2 separate regions of the Triticum aestivum genome follow, and region 2 is linked to region 1. The links are chromatin contacts, called in public Hi-C maps. All regions are on one chromosome and are shown on one strand. Each heading gives the region's core, a stretch centred on a gene start, on an enhancer-like site or on the middle of the called end of the contact. The rest is flanking DNA. Distances are from core to core; before and after follow the strand shown. Region 1 overlaps LOC123160350. Region 2 holds the start of LOC543299 (glucose-1-phosphate adenylyltransferase small subunit, chloroplastic/amyloplastic).

Evidence for each region. Hi-C and Micro-C count contacts between places; a contact is called where the count stands out from the background.
Region 2: a contact with region 1 is called in a Hi-C map of leaf, with 4 times the contacts expected there. The contact joins the promoter of LOC543299 here to the enhancer-like site in region 1. A contact is called at or near these places in 2 of 5 Hi-C or Micro-C datasets (both in leaf).

The regions. Positions count from the first base shown.
Region 1 is chr7B:307,090,387-307,095,228 of IWGSC CS RefSeq v2.1, reverse strand. It overlaps LOC123160350, which reads right to left. Exons shown (of 12, transcript XM_044578161.1): 10 at 4,742-4,789; 11 at 4,536-4,669; 12 at 3,989-4,275. The coding sequence ends at 4,538. Among protein-coding and RNA genes, the nearest start is that of LOC123160350, 46 kb to the right of the region's middle. Within about 2 kb of position 2,673, at least 6 of the 8 cell types and tissues checked have an H3K27ac peak or open chromatin away from gene starts, as enhancers often do. A contact at or near this core is called in leaf, where this site is marked.
Region 2 is chr7B:307,145,387-307,150,228 of IWGSC CS RefSeq v2.1, reverse strand. LOC543299 (glucose-1-phosphate adenylyltransferase small subunit, chloroplastic/amyloplastic) reads right to left here and starts at 2,442. Exons shown (of 10, transcript NM_001405779.1): 1 at 2,304-2,442; 2 at 1-56. The coding sequence starts at 2,426.

The sequences.
Region 1 (4,842 bases), core at 1,424-3,923:
ACCGTAACAAAATATTATGATGATTTACAAACTACCTTGTTGCACTCATTTTTAGAAGAAAGTGAAAAAGATTTTATGGATAGATTTTGGGGAGGATTAAACCATGATATTCAGGAGATACTAATTCATGAAGAGTGTTATCCTATGGACCATTTGTTTCGTCTTGCTTGCAAAGCTGAACAGAAAATAAAACGACGTGTTGCCCACAAGGAGAACAAGCACACGATGCACATTTCAACTGTTGATACAGATGTTTATTCAACTACTAGGCGTACTATGACAACCACATCCGTTGTTGCGAGGACTACGTCATCTCCACCATGTGACACATCACCATCGAGAGTGCCTGCATCATCTGAGTTGATTATAAGAGGTAATGACAAAGGTACAGATTTTCCACTTTCACATGAGAATGATGCATGCCTAGTTAACTTGAATACATCATGTGTTGAGCTACCCACTACTTTGATCACGCCACCTATTTTAGAGGACTATGTTGATAATTTGACTTCGCCATGTGATCAAATAACTGAAATACCAACAATTTTGAGTGCACCCATTGAATTAACTATTGATGCAAAAGAATCAATGTTTAATCATTTTGATATGACCTCTAATCTTGATGATGATTCTGTGTCCAATGACTTACTGCATGTTTGCTTATTTAAGCATGTTGTAGCATGTAAATTTGATGCAAGTAAGGTTTATTCACCAATGTTGGGATGGTTTAATGATGAATATTGTCAATCTTTTGATAGGAATAAGAGCTTCACTTATATGTGCAAACTGAGTTGCAATATTTTCATGTCTTCTATTTATTATAATATTTTGGCTTTATATTTTATGATCTATGAAAGTTACTCATGTATACATGTGTCATATGTGCAAAAATCAAGGGAAGTAAAAATGGATGACATATACATATACAACATGTATACCTTGTCTCTTTTGTTAGCCACATTTCAGATTAAGCAACGCCGAGGGCGGCTTTGTTTTCAGGAAGGGGAGAATGATGAGGACATGACTACCTTGGATACGATCAAAAATATTGCATACATGCATATTTGTCAAGTGATTTCTAGTGCAAACTATTCAATAATCTATTTATGTTATCCAAAACAAAAATACTTCACGCACTTTTGTGTTTTGCCTAATTGCAGGTGTATGGGACATTTGTACAATCCACATATGAAGATAAGGGAGAAAGAGATGTTTACTTGCTGTTCAAAAAGTTCTCTCATGTCACTTTTGGACCAAGAGAAGATAGAGTCCAAGTCTCTCATGTTCTGGATTCAGATTCGGACTGCACAGACATACCTAACTCAAAACGCCAACAATTTTTTCATACGGACTCCGAATTGGATGATTCTTTTTTTTATTGGAATCTAGATTTTGTGCTCTTTCCAGCCCAATTGGATTCACCTTCAAATTCGTCCGGAGCATTGAGATATCGACGAAACAATCTGACGCTGCAGCAGAATCCGAGTCAAACAACAAGTCCAAAGGTGTTGCATCACCTCCACTTGGGCCCATGAGCCTTGTACGACCTAGGGTTGGTTTTAGGCTGCCTTGGGACGTTCTCCCACCTCCTTGGCCGCCACCCCTTGCTCCCGTATAAGTAGATCCATCTAGTAGCTTTTTCATTGGGTTTTATTTAGTTAAAAGTTAGCCATCGCTGCAACTTCGTGTACTTCGTTTGTGTCCAACGACCAGACCAAGACCGCTTATGAAACCCCACTTTTACCAATACTTCATCCATATTCGCAATATTCAGATTGCTTAATCATATTCTTGCTTGTTCTTCGATTGCTTGCAGGAATAGACCTTCGTGGTCAGGTTGATCGTGCTCCGGCGTGGTCAATAACCTCTCGAAGTTGGTTTAGCGATTGCTAATGCGCAACGTCGTGCATGTTTGTAGTCGGATCATCAAAGTCGGCTCCACCAAATCGATAGTTATCATCTCATCGAAAGATCGGGACACCCTCGCCTCTATCAAACCCTAACAAAACTAACTCGATTACATGATAAATCTCATCCAACCCATCACCGTTCAGCAAGGCTACGATGGAATTACTCACTCCTGGCGATTAGCACCATGAAATTGGTGATGGAGGAAGGTTGATGATGAGGATGATGGCTACAAAATGCACCCTCCGGGACCCCGAACGGACTCCAGATCAGCCCACCCGATGAAGAACAGGAGGTGACGGCGGCTTCGTATCGTAAAACGCGATGAATCCTTCTCTCTAATTTTTTTCTCTGAGGATAGGTATATATGGAGTTGGAGTTAGGGTTGTAGTCGGTCCAGGGTGCCCACAAGCCAGGGGGCGCGCCCCCCGGGCTTGTGGCCCCTGGGTGGCCCCCTCTGGTATCTTTTTCTGCCAGTATTTTTTATATATTTCGAAAATATTCTCCGTAAATTTTTAGGTCAATCCGAAAACTTTTATTTCTACATAAAAATAATACCGTGACAATTCTGCTGAAAACATCGTCAGTCCGGATTAGTTTCATTCAAATCATGCAAATTAGAGTCCAAAACAAGGGCAAAAGAGTTTGAAAAAGTAGATACGATGGAGACGTATTAATGAGCAGGACCAGGAGCAGCACTGACCCACCCTCATCAGGACAGCACAAGCGCGGGCGCAAAAGCCAGGTGCACATGTGTCGGCTAACCTTCCACGACTCCCCTGCGACGCACGACATGGGAAAAGCGCACCCACACGGCACATCAGATTTAGCTGCGTGTGCACCCAAAAAACGGCCACCCAGCCTATCAGATCCCGCCCGAGCCCACAGGTCATTGGCCGCTCCAAAATGACCGCACGGTGAAAACGGCAGACGTTGAATCACAGTGGCGATCCAACGGCAAGCAACAAAAAAAATACCATGTTGACTAGGATCCAACGGCAAGCAACGGAAAAAAACCACCTTGACCAGGATCCAACGGACACGAATACTAGAAATCAAGGGAGCATCTTGGAGACGAGTTGGGCAGCCTCTTTATTTGTTTAAATTTGGATTATCGTATTTCTTTCTAATACACCTGTAAAAGATGCACGTCTCTGCGCCTTTGTATAATTTCTTGCCATATATTTTTTAACATCAGTACAGACACAAGCGCTCATATACACGCGCATACACTCGGTCCCTATAAACGCACACACGCATACCCTACCCCTATGAGCGTCCCCGAAAGACTGAGCCGGCATATCATGCAGCCCATCAGGGGATACCACAATCCCTCTAACCATCCAACCACAGATTGGTTCGCCCTTAAGGCCCCGATTGAATAGTTGTTTTCGAGCCAATTACGCCCGTAAAATCCACCCCCGTAAAAACAAACCTGGTGGGTTCCGGTTAACGATCGGTTGGTCGTTTTGGTCCGTAAATTTTGCACCTGTATTCGAGATTACACCCGGTTTTGACCGGTATTGGATACACTTCTCATCACATCTGTTTTCCCCGTTTTCTGACTCTCTCCCCAGGTCTCCGGGCGAACGGCTCCAGGCACAGGAAATGGACGAGCCACCAGTGTCAGGGACTAAAGGCCTGGGGAGTTCCTAGCGCCGACGCCGCGTGCCTTGCCATGCTCGGCTGGAGTTCCCGCCGACCAGCAGGTTGAGGCGGTAACAAACTAGCAGGCTGCGGTCCTGACCAGGCCGGCAAAGAGCGTGGGCTCCGAGGTAACGTTGGTGGCAGTTGTGAGCGGGTTCCGTGGCGGCGGCAGCTACCTTGGCAAGGTCTGTGGAAATGTCCGCAGTGACTGCCTGAGTGAACTTTATGACAACGGCTGTGGTGACTGCCGACTGCCGACAGACTGGAGCAGCACGCCATGACCGGTGAAGTTTATGACGACGGCTGTGGCGAATTCATCTCCGTCATTGTCCGCATCGCTGTGGCATCTGGCGCTATCCCTGCTGAAGCTTCTGAATCTCAGAATGGCTTGTTGTGCTGTACGTTGCTGACGGGCTAAATACGATGCGATCCAAGCAGAAATCCAGAATTTTACAATCGTGTTTTCGTTACACTTGTATCTCAGGTGTGCACAGGAAAATACCCTTTGTAGATTAATACTGGTGGAAAATATAAACCGGTCTCCCAAGAGCGGCCTAAGGAGTTGTCAAGCTGTACCTACGGCAGCTGCGCATATACATACTTTAAACGCACTGAACCTGTGGTCATCTGCATCTGAGTTTATCTTACACCCATGGACTCCCCGCCTAGTTCTACATTGTACTCCAGTCCGCAACAGCATTTAATAGGATCAGAAACTCCCTGCAGAGAAAGATGTCAGCTTCTTAAGACTGCACATGGCATCATTGAAAGTAAAGTACTCCCTCCGATCCAAATTAATTGACGCAACTTTAGCACAACTTTGTACTAAAGCTGCGTCAATTAATTTGGATCGGAGGCAGTATATGTATTCCTCGATTGTTTCAAAAAAAAAGTATATGTATTCCTCAATGAGAAGAAGAAAAGGAAATCAATTAGATTTAATCATGGAGCAACCAAACTGAAAAGTATCGGTAAAACACCTTCATTTTAATGATTCGTTCCTCAAGAGACTGGAAGTACTCGGCTTCTGCAGCTCCATCACCTTGTAGAGCTTTGTATCCTTCCTCCAAGGACTTCTTATCCATCTCCTGTACTGCAGCCTGCAGGCAACAGGCTGAAATAACACACATGGAGAATGACTTGATAACAGAATGATGTTTACGGTTAAGAAACACACTGAACTTACAGGGAAGCTAGCAGTTACGTCGCTCTCCTGCTCAAGGGTCTGCTTACACTGCAAAGTTAATAATTCTTTAGTTTGACTAAAACAGCAATTGCGACTGCTTG
Region 2 (4,842 bases), core at 1,193-3,692, 55 kb before region 1:
GTCAGGGGATACAATCTAGTCCCTGCACCACCTCCAAGAATAATTCCGAGAACACTCTGCACAGACAGCAGAAACTCATCAATTGCCTATTGCAAAGTAAATCAAACAAAGAACGAAGAAACAAGTGTTCCAGGCGGTTGGCATTGAGTTCAGCTTGTTTACCACCAAAAGAGATCATGGAACAAATGCAACATGGGGCAACAAGTTTATCCAATAAATTGGAGCTACAATATCTAGCAATCTTTTGTAGATAATGGCCGGCTGGCTGGTGAATAGTTCTGACCTTTTATTTACCAATCAAGCTGAAACTTATGTTCAGTTTTTTTTTTCGAATATGGGTTTAATCGGACGTCAGATGTCTCAATCAGCAATTCAGCATTGCAGCTGAGACATGATCCAAGTTCTTCCTGTTGTGTATAACTTTTTCACATCAATTAGAGTCTTCCATCAGCACAGAAGACCCCAATCTATCATCGCCTAAAACTCGCCTGGTTGTATTACTTTGTTTAGTTGTGTTGATGTCAGAACGGTTTGTGAGGAAGAGAGGCAACCACCATTGATTTGAACCACGTGGATAGACTCTACTACCCTTTTTAATTAAAATGAAAGGGCAAGTTTTAACCTCCACCACATCCGAAATCGTAATCTTTTCTAAAGGGGTGTACTGAAGCAGAACTCAAAGAAGAAAATTGAACGAGTTAAAAAGAAAAATCCAAGAACTTGATCTGATTGCCTAGTAGTCTTTAAGAGCCACATGCCATGGATCATGACATCTTCTTTATGAATTTCTTATGGGGCTCACACCCACACCCATTGATTAAGTAGGACTGTTCAACAAACGTCCACAGTTGCCACATTTGCTGAAATCTAGTAAAAATAAACAATTGGAGCCAATGAAAATGTCCACATGATTAGTCGCCAGAAAGCTCCTGCTATGCGCTAGCAAAGTAGAGTAGTATTTTTTGATCATCTCTAAGAAATGTCCACATGAGAACACAAGGCGTGAATCACATTTGCGTATCTAAATGACCGAGGCAATAATTTCCCGCATGCATCAAATTCTCATCCGGAAAGATACGGACGCAACGGATCAGGGCGGCGCGACAAGACTAGGCGGCAAGCGCCGCATTTGCGCACCTAGGCGAGGCGAGGCGACGTACCGTGCTTGCGTCGGGGTCGAGACAGGTCTGGGAGCTCTTGGAGTCTGACACGGCACGTGGGGAGAAGAAGAAGGGCCGCCGCGGAGCCGAACGCGCGACCAACCCGCGTGGGCGCTGGCGCCGTCCTCGCGGCGCGCAGAGGAGGCGGAAGGAGTCGCAGGAGGTGGACGCGGCAGCGGTCGCGGCGGAGGCTCGGTGCGGAGGGATCAGGATCTTGGAGGGGGAGGCGGCCGCGGCCATCGCCATTGAGGTGGATGACGAGCTCGAGTCACGGGGCTCCCGTGGCGAGAGATCACGAGGGGGAAGGGAGAGATACGCCTGACACCCAGTGGTGCAGTGTGGCTGAGTAAATTTAACTAATCTTTTCGCAAGATCTTTCCATTTTCAGTTTTTTTCCCATTTTTCTTTTGGAGAGAGAGAGAGTGCTGCGTGGGAGTGAGAGGGAGAGAAAGTGAGTGGGATTGTCAGCAGGTGGCACTTTTGGAATGATCTCCTTGGGTAGGACATGACCACGATGATTTTGGACATATCACTTGTAAACCTTTTTTTCTCTTAATTATCTTGTCACTTGGATTTTTGCTACTTGACGGGCTAGTACATACTCTCCCCCTCCCAAAACTTTTGTCATAGATTTATCTAAGATACGTAATGTATCTAGTTACGTTTTAGTATTAGATACATCTGTATCTAAACAAATAAAAACAAGAATTTTAGAAGAAAGTTAATATATATTTCTTCCGTTCCTAAATACAAGTCTTTTTAGAGATTTCAAATGAACTACCATATACGGATGTATATAGACATATTTTAGAGTGTAGATTCACTCATTTTGCTCCGTATATAGTCACTTGTTGAAATCTCTACAAAGACCTATATTTAGGAACGGAGGGAGTAAGATGGAGCACTAAAAAAAATAGCATTGCATGATCAACTTTTAGTCCTTTTTCCATACAAGTGAGGTGCACAAATAGCTAATAACATACTACTTAATTCAATGCATGCTCTTGTGGAAAATCTTCTAATTATGCTCGAAGCTGCCCTAAAGAATCCTTTCCTAGAACTTTCTAGAAATAATATTACTGCATATGAAACACCAAGTTGGAATAGAAAATGGAAATCATGGTTAAGATAGTCACTACTTACATCATCAACATGTGGATTGAGATCTGCATGCTTCGATGAGCTCTTATGGCCATCAATGTTGCATTGTTCACGCTTGGAAGGGGAGGGCGAGGGGAAGGTTTTAGATGCCAAAGGCACATCCATTGCCGAGGGATAAGCAATGGAAGGATATAGATATTGAGTGATGTGTGAGCAAACTGTTCCCTGATTTATAGGTGAAGGGAGTATATGCACGTATAAAAAGGCGCATATGGATATCCTTATGCGACGAAATTAGTTGTTATGTGACAATCTGTAAAGTGTTTGGCTTTCTAATATGCTCTTCACTTTATTGGCAGCAAGTTTAGCACATACAAAAAGGCACGCACATGGATATCTTTGTGCGATGAAATTAGTTGTTATGTGACAAGCTGTAAAGTTTTTGGCTTTCTAGATATGCTCCTCGCTTTATTGGCAGCAAGTTTAGCCACATTAAAAAGCGCACATGGATATCTTTGTGCGACGAACTTAGTTGTTGTGTGACAAGTTGTAAAGTTCTTGGCGTTCCAGATATGCTCTTCGCTTTATTGGCAACAAGTTTAGTCATACTAGAAGCACACATAGATCATTTTTTCGAGAACACACCCAAAAATGGCGTACAACTTTTATGAAAGAAAGGACAAAGATGCCCACCCTACATAGCGGCTTACAACTCTTGAAGGAAGGATCCAGGTAGCCCACAACAGAAAACAAAAAAGGCTACTCCTCGCTAATGACTACTGACGTGTCGGCGTGGAAGCACAATCACCTATGGGGCATGGGTGCCCCTTTTTGGTTCGGCATGGGGACGACCACGTTACACAAAGAGCAGAAACATAAGGGGACAACACGGCATGGCGATGGACTCTCTCTTTTTACCCAGGTTCGGGCCGCTTTGCAGCGTAAAACCCTACTCCTGCTGTGGTGGTGGATTGATCTGGGGGAACACGAAGGCTCGACGCGCTCTGGACCGGCAAGGTTGCCTCGGGGAGAGTGACGTGAGCGTACAAGTGTTGTGTGATCGAATGTATGAACCCCTTGCTAGGTTGCCTCGGGCCTCCTTTTATAGGTTAAGGGGTGACCACAGTGGCAAAACAGTCATTTGGGTGTGATTAGATAGCTCACAATGCTATCATACCTAACTGTGGCAGTTAGGAAAAAGTGCATTAAATATTGTGCTAGGTGTCGTGCTGAGGGTGAAGCCCGGCAAGCCTGTCGCGCCACTTATCCTCTTCTTATCAACTTGACACGCCTCCTGGACGGGTGTCAACAAAGCTAATCCCTTCTCTTTTATGCTGCCACGTACCTAATAGGTTCCACCAGGTTGCTTGGTTCCTTGACACTGAACTGATAAGTGAATTGGGTGTGATGAGGTGGAGTGGTGGCGTCTCGGTGAAGGTTCCCCGGAAAGGGAGCTTGGCGGGGTTTGGTCTTGGCGGCCCCCGCAACCCTGCCGGGGCGAATCTGGACCTGTCCTCAGGTGCGGTCTCGGCCTAGCCAGGCTCTCCTGCCCGGCAAGGGAGGCCTTCCCAAGGTGGACTTCTGCTAGTCGGTCTTCTTAATGCTCTCCTTGATCTCACGAAGAGCGGCTTCTCTGGCTTAACTTTATGTCATGCATTGGTGTTGGATGTATGATCGTCAGCATGCCTGTGCATGAGTCCGGTCAGCAAACGTGGATGTTTGTTGCCCTGACAGGAGCCCCAGGGCCTGGCCCACACGTGTTGTCGGGCATCGTTGGGGTAAGCCCCAAATAATGCACAAGCTGACAACCTGACCTTCTTTACTTCTTTACTTCTTCATTAACCTGAATTTGAATCAATTCCCGGGTTCCCCACGAGTCGTGCAACGTCAAACGACGTGGGTCTACCCATGTAATGGGCCAGAGAACACCCACGTTCATGGGGAGTTGATTGAAGTGTCTACGCATGATCCGGGGGTAACCGCCATTTCACCTTACCCACCACGCATGTCGTTTCCGCCACGTGTGTTGCATGCATTGCACAGGGTTTGTGACTGACACCAAGGATGCAGGCATGAGTGCCATGGCAGAAAGTCTGGCGCCATGGATTGGCGCAGAGGGGCGGCCGAAGAATCTGGACATCGTCAGTGACGCAGATAAACCGCATTGGAGGAGTGGGGCGGTTGCCTCAGGATGGTGGGGAGCCAGCCCACTACCACGCTCTGCTATAAAAGAGAGTGCGAGGGGAATGGAAATGCTCACCCACGCACCTTCTGCTCCTTCTTCTCGTGTTCTTCTCCCACCATGGTCAGGGGAAGAGGAGACGCTCGAGATCCAGCGGTGGCGATAAGGGCCTCCTCTCGGCACTGTATTCCCGCCCCCGCTGGGGACATAGGGGCAGGATCCAGTACTCAAGGCGGAGCCGCAGGACGCGGTCGTGGCTGGCGCGGCGCTCGGGGCTGAGGTGGACGTGGTGGTGCTCCGATCGCGCCTCCCCCAGCTGCTCTGATTCCATTGGAAGGCCATGTTGGAGATACGACACTGGAATTCATCGTCAGGCTGTGAGAACCCCCGCGTAGCCAT